Linked DNA regions of Mus musculus: region 2 is linked to region 1. A link is a contact called in public Micro-C data. All regions are on one chromosome and are shown on one strand. The core of a region is the stretch at or near the end of the contact, and the rest is flanking DNA. Distances in the headings are between cores, read along the strand shown. Region 1 overlaps Nsmce2 (NSE2/MMS21 homolog, SMC5-SMC6 complex SUMO ligase). Region 2 has its middle 42 kb from the start of Gm36819.

Evidence for each region. Hi-C and Micro-C count contacts between places; a contact is called where the count stands out from the background.
Region 2: a Micro-C map of macrophages shows a contact between it and region 1, with 5 times the contacts expected there. The contact joins two enhancer-like sites. A contact is called at or near these places in 1 of 15 datasets of contacts at CTCF or cohesin (the NIH/3T3 cell line), 2 of 484 Hi-C or Micro-C datasets (bone marrow-derived macrophages and macrophages) and 1 of 115 datasets of contacts at active chromatin or transcription factors (embryonic stem cells).

Annotation. Positions count from the first base shown.
Region 1 is chr15:59,595,949-59,599,248 of GRCm38.p6, forward strand. The region is part of intron 6 of Nsmce2 (NSE2/MMS21 homolog, SMC5-SMC6 complex SUMO ligase); the gene reads left to right. Among named protein-coding and RNA genes, the nearest start is that of Gm36677, 21 kb to the right of the region's middle. Within about 2 kb of position 1,838, at least 120 of the 459 cell types and tissues checked have an H3K27ac peak or open chromatin away from gene starts, as enhancers often do. A contact at or near this core is called in macrophages, where this site is marked.
Region 2 is chr15:59,863,729-59,867,028 of GRCm38.p6, forward strand. No RefSeq gene overlaps it. Among named protein-coding and RNA genes, the nearest start is that of Gm36819, 42 kb to the left of the region's middle. Within about 2 kb of position 1,568, at least 50 of the 459 cell types and tissues checked have an H3K27ac peak or open chromatin away from gene starts, as enhancers often do. A contact at or near this core is called in macrophages, where this site is marked.

The sequences.
Region 1 (3,300 bases), core at 588-3,087:
ATGTCCGTTTCATCACTTTCCTGCTCTGTAAACTGATGGTGATAGTTTTCTCACTGGTACATCTGAAACTTGAATAAGATATGTTCTAAAGGAGCAGGCACACATGCAGTAAGACTCAGTAACCATGAGTCCTGCATCCTTGTCAAGCTTTCGACAGCATCGTCACCAGCATCTACCAGCTCTGCCCATAGGCACAGAAGACCTTGTAGAGAAAGGGGATTAGGAGGAGCCAATCTGGAGCTGAGGAAGTTACTACCGAAGCAGTGCAGGGGGCAGGTGCTAAAGGCTGTGGCAGTGCCAGGGTGGTGCGCCCACAGTGCATTCTGTCACAGAGAGTGAGCAGGCACGTGGAAGTGAGGTGTGTATGCGCCCGACAGAATGTGGTAGCTGATTGAAAATGGGGGAGGAGCTAGAGGGGAATATGACTGCTAATTCTTTTGAGTGTCTAGAAGCAGTTGCTAGCTGCTTGGTCAGGGAGAGGTGGAAGAGAGGAGAGTGGCCAGCAGGGGTTCTGAGAGTCTGAGATCATAGCCATAGAGCCCCTTGAAAACAGCCAAGGTGCAGGCTGTGCCCTTAGAAGGTGACTGAGCCAGCCATGAGAATTGTGTGGCTATGAGGATAGAGCTGGGCAGCTGTCGCTGAGGCACAGTTCTGCAGAGGCCAGCAGGACAGAGCCTTGGCCTGGCATAAGCTCTCTTCACTCACCATAAAGCCTCGGCACCTGACTCAGAGCCCCTTGCTGTCAGCTCCAAGCAGCTTCTTGTTCAGCAGTTACTGCACTCAAGTACAAGACCTGTGGGAAGCAGCCTAAACCACACCCAAGACGAGAGGCGCTGCAGTCACAGAGCCAGTGTCAAACGCAAGGCCAACCTGGAAACCGATTAGAACTCACTCGGTTCTGCTCACAGCTTACTCTGTAGGTTTCTGATTCAGCATGAAGTGGTGTCATTTCCCATGAAGCACTGTTTAAAAAATGTGTGTGACACATCCTGTTAGAGAACGGTGTCTCTCTCCTGTTCCAATTATGTTAGGTTACTGGAGTCCCAGGCACACTGTGTTACTTACTGGGTACCATCTGAACTTCCCAGCATGCTTCAGACCCTGGCGGCCTGTCCACTGGACCCAAGTGGAGTGGGCTTGTGGGGCTTTTCACCCTAGTATACTGTTAGAGTCATTTCCTAAAACCGAGGGAGGTCGTAAGCTATTATCTCTCAAATAAAGCTGCCTGCTCGTTTTCATGTTAATGAACTGTGGCTGACTGTGACCCCCACCAATTGTTTTGGTTTTCTGAATCTTTAGGGAATTCTAAGCTCATCAGATGAAGTGAAGAGAAATGTGTGATGTCAAAGCAGAATCACTTACCAACAAATAACTGAGCCTCTCAGCCGGGTTCTTTATCTCTAAAGTAAAAATGACATCAACTCAAAATTCCAGTGACCCTAGAGCCTACAGGGGATTCCTTCCAGATCTGTACTGTCCCATTTCTTGGCTGTGAAGAAGACCGGGAGATAGCTCAGCTCAGTGAGGGTTCAGCTCATCCCCAGAATTCACATCAAAGTGCCAAGTGTGATAGCTCACTTGTATCCCGGCACTGGGAGAGGGAGGGAGATGAAAGGCAGGCAGGCCCCTGAGGTCAGTGAGGCCAGCCAGACTAGTGGCTGTTTAGCAAGAATTAGGCCAGTGAAAGAGTCTGTCAGAAATAAATAACTAGTACAGTGGACCCTGAGGAGAACGACAGGGATGACCTCTGACTCCCACAGCATATACACATGTGCACAGCTGCACACAGGCGGGCAGAAGCACAGGCCTGACAGGAAGTTTGCTGGTGTACAGTGTGAACTCACAGCTGTGGGGCCCTTATGGCAAACAGTCATCATGTGTACCTCACTGTTTTGTGACACATCACCCTGGACTTGGAGGCGATGGGACACAGTTACTCTCTGAGTGTAACTATGTCAGGAATCTACCCAGCTCTAATGCCAGAGGTATCTGTCTATACAGCTGCTTCCTAGAGCTTATGGGCCAAACCTTGATATTCTTAGGACCCAAATCTGCATCTCTCCATACTCAGCATTGTGTGATCCTGAGCTGAGGCTGAGGCCCCGAATCCCCGATGCCCCTGGGACCCTCTGCACCCTGAGACCTCTCCTTAGCATAGACTCGCAATAAGGAATGCTCTGCCCTGTGGCTGACCCAGGCACAGGACCAGCCTCTCCTTCCAGGTCTGTGAGTCTGAGCCCTTCCTGGGGATGAGTTGATGATGTTGAAGGTGTTGCCACACCTGACTTGCTCACCAGGATGTCCTGGGGATTATGGCCTAACGCTTGGGTAGTGTTGTTTCTCGGAGCAGGAATGCCCTGATTCAAGCCCGTGGCATCATGGCCTTTTCTTACCCTTTTTAGTTTAAAAACTTGTTCGTTTCTGTGGGGTGGGGTGGGGTGGGAAACAAGGCTGTGCCCTGGTTCCTGTCCTGCCTCTCCTCCAGGAAGTCTCTCAAAGGTTCTCGCATGCTCTTCAGTGTTGTTCTCACCATGTCTCTGGTTGAGCCGCCTTGTGTGAGGAGACAGGACTGGTTAACTGTGGTCTAGAACAGCAAGTGCTGCGTGATGAGACCTGGAGCACAATCCTTTGCCCGTGGCATTCAGTGGCCTTGATTTTCACTGTGCCAGGATGCCTGCAGACAGACAAGAACTCCACGTTCATCTGTTTGCAGGAAAAGCCTTGTGCCGTCACCTGGACAGTGTCAGCACTAGGGGAGCCGACTGCTAGGCCTTTGCCGCTCTTTTGGAGATGTCTCACTATATAGCCTAGCCTAGCCTAGAACTTTCTGTGTAGCTCAGTCTTGCCTCAGCCTCGGGTGCTGGGATTGTAGGCATATACACTTGTCTTGGCTCTTCCATTTTCCAGTTTGTATCTTTGTTGTCGGGTCACCTCGCTCCCCTCGGATACTTGATTTATATCCCTGTTCCCAGAGCCTGTCTCTGCATGACACAGACATCACCAGGCTCCATCCCATCCCATCAACATGAGTGTGGGCGCCTCCTCTGCAGCTCAGTGGTGTGGTTAATTCCGTCAGCCATTCTCAGAATGCCCTCATTTACTGACTAAAGCCACTGATGTCATCAGGAAGTCCTCCCCCCTCACTCTCCACTTCCCTCTCCACTGCTTATTCACTGTCTGGCAGAAGGAGGTAGACGCTGTTCTCAGGAGTCCACTGCACCCAAGGTCTGGTCGTCAGGGACGGGGCTCGGGGCTCGCCTCTCAGGGAGGTTCACTCCAGAAGCCCCCTGTTGTGCACGT
Region 2 (3,300 bases), core at 318-2,817, 270 kb after region 1:
GCCAAGGAGTGTACAGGGAGGGATCCATGACTCCAGATACATATGTAACAGAGGATGGCCTTGTCTGACATCAATGGGCGGGGAGGCCCTTGGGCCTGTGGAAGTTTGATGTTCCAGCATAGGGGAATGCTGGAGTGGTCGGGCAAGAGTAGGTGAGGAGCACCCTCATAGAGGCAAAGGAGAGGCAGGAGAGGGTGGATGTGGGAGGGGCATTTGTGGAGGGGTAGCTGGGAAGTGGGATATCATTTGAAATGCAGACAAATAGAATAATTAATAAAAATAAAAAGACTTGAGTATTCACAGAAATGACCCTGGAAAATCCATGGATCCCAATGGATTAACAAGGTAGGTGCTTCACAGGGTCAAGAACTAATTATTGATGCCTTTATAATGTCGTTCTATTGTGAAGGTGAGAAAGCTTCTCCATCTTGTCCCAGCTGAAGCCATCTTTGGCTCCCTCACCCCCTGCTATTAGAAGTCCCGTGGGAAAGCACCCAACCTTGTTTTAGAAACTCGGGGTTGAAATGCCCTAGCTAACGGCATGCTCTTGACTCTTGGTAAACTGCTTGTTAAACTTGCTTCCCTGCTGGCAAACCAGGATATAGTTTTTCTGTGTTCTTTAATTTTGAAAGCTCCCTGCAATGCGCTTTCAGGGCTGCCTTTTGGGAAGCGTTTCTCTTCAGGCCGTCCCCAGCCTGCTCAATACAGACTCCCAATTCAAATTTTGGTCATGCCGGGTGAGTGGTCCTTGGGTCTTTACCAGGTAACACTATTACTAAAATACCATTGAACAGCGACTGTACCAGTAATAGCTGTGTTAGTAGCAGTGCTTGTCACATGATGAGAATTGGGTAAGCCAGGGGCTATGGCTGGTGAGACTAAGTGGTAAACTCTACATTCCGTTGCTAACATCCCTTCATTCTCGGTGGCTGAACAGTTACTTAAGCTTTGATGCGAATCGTGTTGTTATGGGGAGCGTGTCTTCTCAACAAACAGCGACTTGAGGACCCTTCCATTTTGTGAACGTCGTTAACTAAGGAGCTGTTGAAGTCATCGTGGAAGGGGAAGAGAGAGTGTGGCAATAGGTCAGAGGCTGTGACAGCACCCATCGGTCAGCATCCTACTGAACTAACTGCAAGGGAGATCCAGAGATGTGGTCTCGCGTGCTTGGGGAAAAGAGGAAACAGGCTTGGGGAGCGTCTAGAAGCTTCTGCCATTGTGCAAGCAGTAGAGGGAGATTGTACGCTTGGAAGTCTAACTGGAAGTCATAGACTGGAGGGGCGTGCTGGCAAACAGGGTGGAAATCAGGGGAGGTAGTTAGCCGGTACCAGCCAAAGCTAATCTCAGGTCAGCAGTGCAGTGTTTGTGCTCTTAGCTCTCTCATCCTTGGGGGTTGCGCTGCTTACACTGAGAAGGCATCTGAGAATCTGACAATTGGTAAAGGGCTAGAGGCAGACATTTATAAGAAAGGAAATAACTTGAGAGAAAACGTGTGGATAGTGCGGACCACCGCAGTTAAGAACTCTTTTTTCCCCCCGCGTAGCCCTATTTGTCTCCCCCTGGTGGCCATTATAAGCAACCATAGTTCCCTTCCCGGAGCTTAGCTGCTTGAGCAAGATCAAGTTATTCATCTCCTCAGTCACCCGAGCATCCTTGATGTCAGACTCCCAGCAGTTGACAGTTCTAACAGCAGCTCTTGGTGATGGTTTCTGAGGAGCAACAGTGATGTAAAAACCCAGCATAGAAACTCAGGAGACTCATTTGACTGCCTTCTGTCCATCTAGAGCAGTGGTTCTCACCCTTCCTAGTGCTGTGACCGTCAATTCAGCTCCTCATGTTGTGCTGATCCCAACCACAACATTATTTGTGTCGCTACTTTGTAGCTGTAATTTTCTACTGTTATGACTTGTAATGTGCAGGATATCTGGTGTGCGACCCCTGTGAAAGGGATGTTCGGTCCCCACAGGGCTTGCCACCCATAGGTTGAGAACTACTGATCTAAATTTTTCAGAATTCAGAACTTTTCCTTCAGTGACGCTGACAGATGCCCTTCACCTTTCTGTGTGATTTTTTTGGGGGGGGGGGAACAAATCATCTAAGGATGGAGACGTTTGCACTTTCTAGGTGCCTTTGTTGACGCCCCACAACCTTAATCACCTCATCATATGGGTGTGCACTAAAACAGGGAGGCCAAGTTTTCAGATGAGGAAACTGAGGTCCAGAGAGCCTATGTGACTTGTTGAAGGTGCCATTGCTCTTAACGTGTCAGAGCTTGTGCTAGTGCGATGGCCACAAGACGCTTTCTTTCTTCACACGGTGTTGTACCAATCATAACCACAGCTGTGAGGGAGGTGTTTTAAGGTCCTCTCAGCCATTCTGGCCCAGATGGCCTATGGTGTTCACACTAGTGATCTCTGGTGTGGTGGAGAAAGCACACATCGAGCGACTGCATCTTTTAAGTACTTAGATTTTTGATATGTCACTCTTGCCTTGCCAGATCTTCTTCTTTTATTTTTGCACAATGTGTTTAATCATCATGTACCACTGTGGGCATTTTCTAGGCTAAATTTAGATGACTGAAGTCCCCGCCCAGAACCCTCACCATCCTTTAAATAACCTAGATTATTTTGAAAAGTTCCAGCCAGGCTCCTGGCTTTGGGGGAACAAATAAAAAAAGATATGGGCTGTGTCCTTGATTGGGAGAAAGCCGACCTGTAGGGCAGTTGGGAAAAGCGCTGGATCGGGGGTGGGGTGGGGGTGGGGCTAGTGGGGTAGAGTGGAGTTGGGTGGGCGGGAGCGGAGCCGAGCGGGGCGCTGAAAACCTTGTTGAGACATCAAGACCAGTCCTGATGTAGAGAAAAGAGGAAAAGTTTCCGTGGTGAATTCAGTTGCCCCATTAGGGTTCTTGTAGCCATAGGTCAAAGGTCCTGCATCCTTAGAGTGTCCTCACTGAGGAGCAAATAAAGAAGCAGCATGCCTGCTCTTGTGTCACCTCCACATGTGGAATCAGTGACACATCTCATTTGCCAGAACCATCGCCTTCTCTCCTTGCTGCAGGAGACCTTTGATATTTTCTCACTTTCTATCGCCAGTTCCCGTCTGTCTCCTCACCCGTTACCAGCGACCTGAAATGCAGAAGCTGTCCTAGTTAGAAACCACCCCAGAGCCCACAGCTTTTCCACATCAGCCTTTGAGTCACTGGACAAGTGAAACCCCAGGAAGGCCACAGGGGTCACCTGGGCTTCCCCCGAACCCACGTGTTGTCCTGTGTTCTATGGTAGGGTGGCTTCTGCTTGCCTC